Regions from separate parts of the Rattus norvegicus genome. Here region 1 is linked to region 2. The links are chromatin contacts, called in public Hi-C maps. All regions are on one chromosome and are shown on one strand. The core of a region is the stretch at or near the end of the contact, and the rest is flanking DNA. Distances in the headings are between cores, read along the strand shown.

Region 1 (2,700 bases), core at 44-2,543, 270 kb after region 2:
AAGCCAGGTTTCAAGTGACAACAGAGAAATGGGAGCTTGGAAAACAGGGCTCCTGTTGGCTCCTGGCCCCCGGGGCTGCCCCGTTTCCAATGCAGGGGTGTAAAGTGGGTTAGAGGAAATAGACAGCTTCTGAGCCAGAGTTTCACCTTCCCATTTCCTCTTTGTGGCTTCCTCGTGACCACGGGTAGTTATATATGACTACTAGCTACACTGACCTCCAACCCCTACAAGCCTATCCCTGAGAAGTCGGGGGAGAGAGTGGGGAACAGCCATCTGCAGTGGGTAGAAGAGAGCCTGGGACGTCTTGCCCTAGTTCCCCAGTGTCCCTGCCACCCACCGTCCAAGGCAAACACGGCAGCCATCCCAGGAAGCAAGCAATTAGATGCTCCCAGGGGAGGCCTGTAAATTCCTAACTTCTCCCTTCAGAAGGTTAAAAGTAATAGGGTTGCTGGGATTTTTTTGTCTCTCTGTGGATGAATGCGTATTGGGTGTGTGTGTGTGTGTGTGTGTGTGTGTGTGTGTGTGTGTTGTGTGTGTGTGTGTGTAAGAGGGAGAGAGATTCCCTCCTCCCATCCCGTGTCTTACACAACTAGCTATTTACACACCAGATGATCCCTGCAGGAAAAGGCAAGTCCCCAGCCGCTGTGGAATTTTAAGAGAGCTTCCTGGAATGCCCTTGTGGGATGTCTGGTTCTAATTGCCTCCGTCAGCGGAGCTGGCAGGCGCAATGAGAGGTGAAATTGAACAGATTCCAGTTCACATCAGACCCCCAGCCCTGCCAGAGTCCCCCAGGGCCCGGAAAAGAAAACAAATGTGGCCCAGGCAGTGGAGGGGGCGTGTTGGGCATGGGGGTGGGGGCGCCGCTAGACTGGAAGTTGGAACACCGAGATTACCGTCCCAGAGCAGCGGCTGGTGGCTGGCTTCACTTTGCACTCATTGCTTAGCCTTGCGGGCCTTCTCTTTCCTCGGCTGCCAAGTGAGTGGTCTCCCAGGCCTCTTCCTAATCTAAGGTGGGGGTTGGAAGGGAGAAGGCCGCCCCTATGGTGGGGTGACAGAGTTGGGAGGTCAGTGGTTTTGTCTTCGGGCTTTTGAATCACATATTCTCCCCTTTTTACATTTTAGATCGTTAAGCATGATGGGAGGTGAGAGAAGACTTCATTCCATCTACTAGAACCTAGTCATGCCCTGCGCTAGCCCTCATCCCTCTTCCACAGCTCCTCCAGGGATGGCTGAAGGTCTGGAGGTCTTAGCACAGACCTCGGCTAGAAAGAAGACAAGATCCACAGTTCCTTAGTGCCCCCTATGGGTCCAAAGGATGGAGACACTTGAAAGAGGCTGCCCAAGAAGCCACTTCTCCCAACACCCCGCACACCTCCACCCAGGACAGCCAGGACATCTCTGGCTCCTACCTCAGAGCCAGAGGGCTCAAACTGATCCCTAATTTAAGGTGAAACTTTCTTTCTTTTAAGACTGTTGTTTTAAAGCACAGACACTCACTGTTTAACATCTTGCCTTTGCCAGGCTCAGCCCCAGCTTGACCCCCTAGGCCACAGACAACCTGTGTGCGTCTCCAGGCATCAGGGGTTCACTGTGTATGAGTGTGTGTAAGGAAGTCTGCCTGGCCCAGACCAACCACATCCTAGTCACCATGATTTTTGCCAGATTCAGGCACAATTGGCAGAGATGTCTGAGAATACATGTGTAGAGAGGCTGCAGTCCACAGGATCATCAAGCATCCTAGAGCTCTTGGCTCTATGGCTTCATGGGCCAAGATGACCATAAGCCCCTGCCTTCTCAGTGCTTTCCAGAAAGGAAGTAGGAAAATGCAGGGGTCGCCATGAGGCCCCATCCAATAAGTCAGCCCCCTTGAAGACCACCTGGTGACTTCTGCTCACATCTCATTGACCACTCCAGCTGCAAGAATGGCTGGGAATGTAGCCCTGTCTCCTCTCCTAATGATCCAAGTTCTTTTCCTAAGAAACAGCTATAAGGGCAGTATAAGAAGATGGTCACACCTGCTATTATGTGTCTGGAGAGGGGTGTGGGAGTATGCCACAGTCCTTGTCTTGGGGACACTGGCTTCCCTCTGCAGGAAGACAGAGAGCTGCTGTGTGCTGTTCATCTGATCCAAGAGCTTATCCTCAGCTTCTTACACAGGACTAGACTGTTGGTAGGGAGAAATGTTATCTGTGGGATCATCTCTCCCAAAGTTAATGGCAGGCAGGTGATTCTGAGCCAGGCCTCTGGGCCTTTCCTCAAGGAAAACCATGCCAGTTCATCCCTGAGGTGCACACTCAAATCTGAACACATCTGTCTAGTGCTCACCATCTTGTCTGGGACCCAAGGGCATCTTCTTTTCAAAGGTTCTGGTGACTTTGTTCTAGTCCCAGGCCCCAGAGGACACGGGGGAAAGCTTTCACCCTAAATTTGGATGCACCCCCACTTCCCCACTCCAGGCAAAAGACCCTTGCTATCCTAACCCTTTGTTTGTTGTGCTGGGAGTCTGGGCCAGCCTGGCTCACACAGCAAACATTTAAATGTCTAAATGTGGTATTTAAATTGTGTAGCCCCGGGCTGGAGAGATGGCTCAGTGGTTAAGAGCACCGACTGTTCTACCAGAGGTAATGAGTTCAAATCCCAGCAACTACATGGTGGCTCACAACCATCTGTAATGAGATCTGATGCCCTCTTCTGGTGTCT
Region 2 (2,700 bases), core at 22-2,521:
AAGTCCTACTAGGTTCTACAAAATCTGAGCCCTGGAAGACACACTTCCTGTGATGCTTAGAGATGGTGATTGGCAGGTCTGTGGGGGAGGGGCTCACAAGTACCTGCTGTAGGGAGGCGAGAGGAAAAGGTTGTGTGTGTGTGTGTGGGGGGGGGGGGACGACAATCTGAACTACATCTAGACACCGAAGTGAAGTTTACCGGTCCTAACTTCTGGAACTTCACTTAAGTCTCTCTAATAAACCAGGTGCTGGGTGTGGCGGCATGCTCCTGTAAGATCCAAGGCTAGCCTGGGCTACATTACTCAAAAGAAAAAAAACGCGAAGTTTGAAACTTGGTCTGTGGGACCTTAAAGTTTGAAGAAAGCTGCAGGCTTGTGTGGTCTCAGAATACGTGGGTGCAGAGATCGGGGTGGGAATGGTTGCAGCAACAGCTGCAGAAGTCAAGCAGAGGTCACACACGCCCAAGGGAAGCCACGTTTGGAGTGCTCGGCCTTCCCATGGGGACAACACCCACCACAGTCACAGTCCCCCTCCTTTTTTGGTGTGTGGTTATGTGGGTGTGCATTTGTCCGCAGAGGCTTCCAGCTGTTTCCTTCTATCTGTACAACTACTGCCAGAATGAACTGCGATCCAAACTTCTGATCCAGTCGATGAACACACACCGGAGCGGGTCCTGGTCACAGCGGTCAGGCTCAGAAGGGAGAGTCTTGATGAAGGGACAGTGATAGTTAGCCTTCTCCTTACCCCTCCAGTCTCTCTGGCAGTGTCTGAATCTAAAAGCCAGGAGTGGCACCTTCTCGAAGGAGCAACTTCTCGGGTTTTCTGCTTTGTAACTAGGAGCATCACCAGAAGCTCGAAGGCACAGTGAATTCAGACCAATTTGGATTAAAGATACCGCCTCCAACCCCCGTCCCACCCCACCCCCTCGTCTGAAAAAGCAAAGAACGCACCCGGGACTTGGTTTCCCCAGTAGTGATGCATTCATCTCCCCCAACTCCCTCCTCAGTGGGCCTGCATCCGAGCCTCTGCTGCGGCACGCCTAGCTCGCCAAGGGTTAACCGGCGTCCCCTCCCCCTCCGCCCCCGCCCGGCTGGGCAAGGCGGGAAGGCGGCGCGCCGGGTGCCAAAGTCGGAACCTGCTCTCGGCAGCTCCCCGCGCTGCCTTGACTCACCGCCAGGCCTGGCGCGGCCGCCGGCTGTGGAATGTGTGAGCGCCATGTGTCACCGCCCCAGACTGTGGGAAAACGCTGCTCCGCTCACCTCCCAGCAGCTGGCCCGCGCCCGCCCGCTCGGGAGCCGGGAAACAGGAGCCGCCCGCCCGGGAGGCCGCCCGGGGCCACTTCCGAGCGCGCGCCGCCTCTCCTCCCACACGCCCGGTCCCTGCCTGCGACCCGGGGCTGCGGCGCCACCCGCAGCGAGCGGCCCAGCACGACCTTCTCCTGCCCCCGCTGGCCCTCTGCATCCTCCTGCTCCACCAGGCCGGCCTTGGACACAGAGAGTCCCTGTTATGAGAGCTCCTGGGCGGTGACCTCTTTCCGGGAAGGGCCAGAGAACGGAGGGCTAGGCAGGGGACCGGCCTCACTGGAATTGTGTGACAGCTCCAGTCTGGACCCTGCCAGCCCTGAGCAAGAGGTTCCACTCTGCCTGACCCTTCCCTCCGGGAGCTAGGCAAGAGCCCTCCACCTCAATGTGGGGTCAGCCTCCCCTCTAGCCATCGGGTGAGAGTCACATGAATCCAGAAGTCTGCCAGGGCCAAGGTCTCCAATGCCTAGCCATGCAGGGAGATGTAGGCAAAGTCACATTCTGGGTGGCAGCCATCCAAGAATGGAGACAGCTCAGTGTGCCTTTGTTCCAAGCCAAGTTCTCCACTCCTAGGCCAAGTGTCTCCTCAGCCAAGGATTCTTGTGGTGTCCTGTCTTCCAGGGCAGTTGGGACGCCAACAGATGGGGCTGGGGGCAAACCTCAAGAATCCAGGGATCCAGTGGCTTCACCTAGCATCAGCCTCCTGCTGCTTTTTTGAGGGGTCGAGGTGTGTGGGGGATCACCCTAGGAGACTAGGGGCCTGGTGGGTGGGTTCTCTGCTGTACCCAGCTCTCCTCCACTTGATCTATTTCTGTTTCTTCACCCTGCTTGTCTTTGACAGTGGGTGCTGACCCACTCACCTCTGTGGGTCTTCCCAGGTTGACCTCATCTAGTTCAACAGCTGCTTCTCCTGAAGTCCCCCATTGCACTTGATTTCTGTCCCTGACTATGGCATCAGTCACAGCCTGCCTAACTAGTCTCTTTCTCTCTCCTGCTTCTCATTCAAAGAAGTGCTACTCTTCTATGTAAACTCCCTGACCCTCCCCATCAACAACACAGAATTCTGCGTGTGACAGCCATTCTGCCGGTTGAGCGCACCCCCTCATGAACGCTTGTCAACACTATTTATCACAGGTTCAGAACCTTGTTGCCCAGACGTGTGACCTCGGTCAGGCTAATCTTTCGGTCTCAAATCTCCCATCTGTAGAACATAAATCTGAGTAGGGTGTGGTTCCACATTCCTATGACCCCTGCACGGAGGAAGCCGAGGCAGGAGAATCACAAGTTCGAGGCCAGCCTCTGTTTTCTATTAGTATCTAGTGAGGAAGAGAGGGAGGAGGAAGAAGAAAAAAGGGGGGAAAGGCATTTGTCGATCTTTGGGGTGCCGTATTAGTCCTT

What was found. A called contact is a pair of places that touch in the nucleus more often than the background predicts.
Region 1: a contact with region 2 is called in a Hi-C map of psoas muscle, with 7 times the contacts expected there. The contact joins two enhancer-like sites. A contact is called at or near these places in 2 of 12 Hi-C or Micro-C datasets (mammary epithelial cells and psoas muscle).

What each region holds. Positions count from the first base shown.
Region 1 is chr11:84,540,983-84,543,682 of GRCr8, forward strand. LOC134481019 (a long non-coding RNA gene) reads left to right here. Exons shown (of 2, transcript XR_010056167.1): 2 at 1,123-1,468. Among named protein-coding and RNA genes, the nearest start is that of Opa1, 150 kb to the right of the region's middle. Within about 2 kb of position 1,294, at least 9 of the 93 cell types and tissues checked have an H3K27ac peak or open chromatin away from gene starts, as enhancers often do.
Region 2 is chr11:84,266,245-84,268,944 of GRCr8, forward strand. No RefSeq gene overlaps it. Among named protein-coding and RNA genes, the nearest start is that of Hes1, 55 kb to the left of the region's middle. Within about 2 kb of position 1,272, at least 71 of the 93 cell types and tissues checked have an H3K27ac peak or open chromatin away from gene starts, as enhancers often do.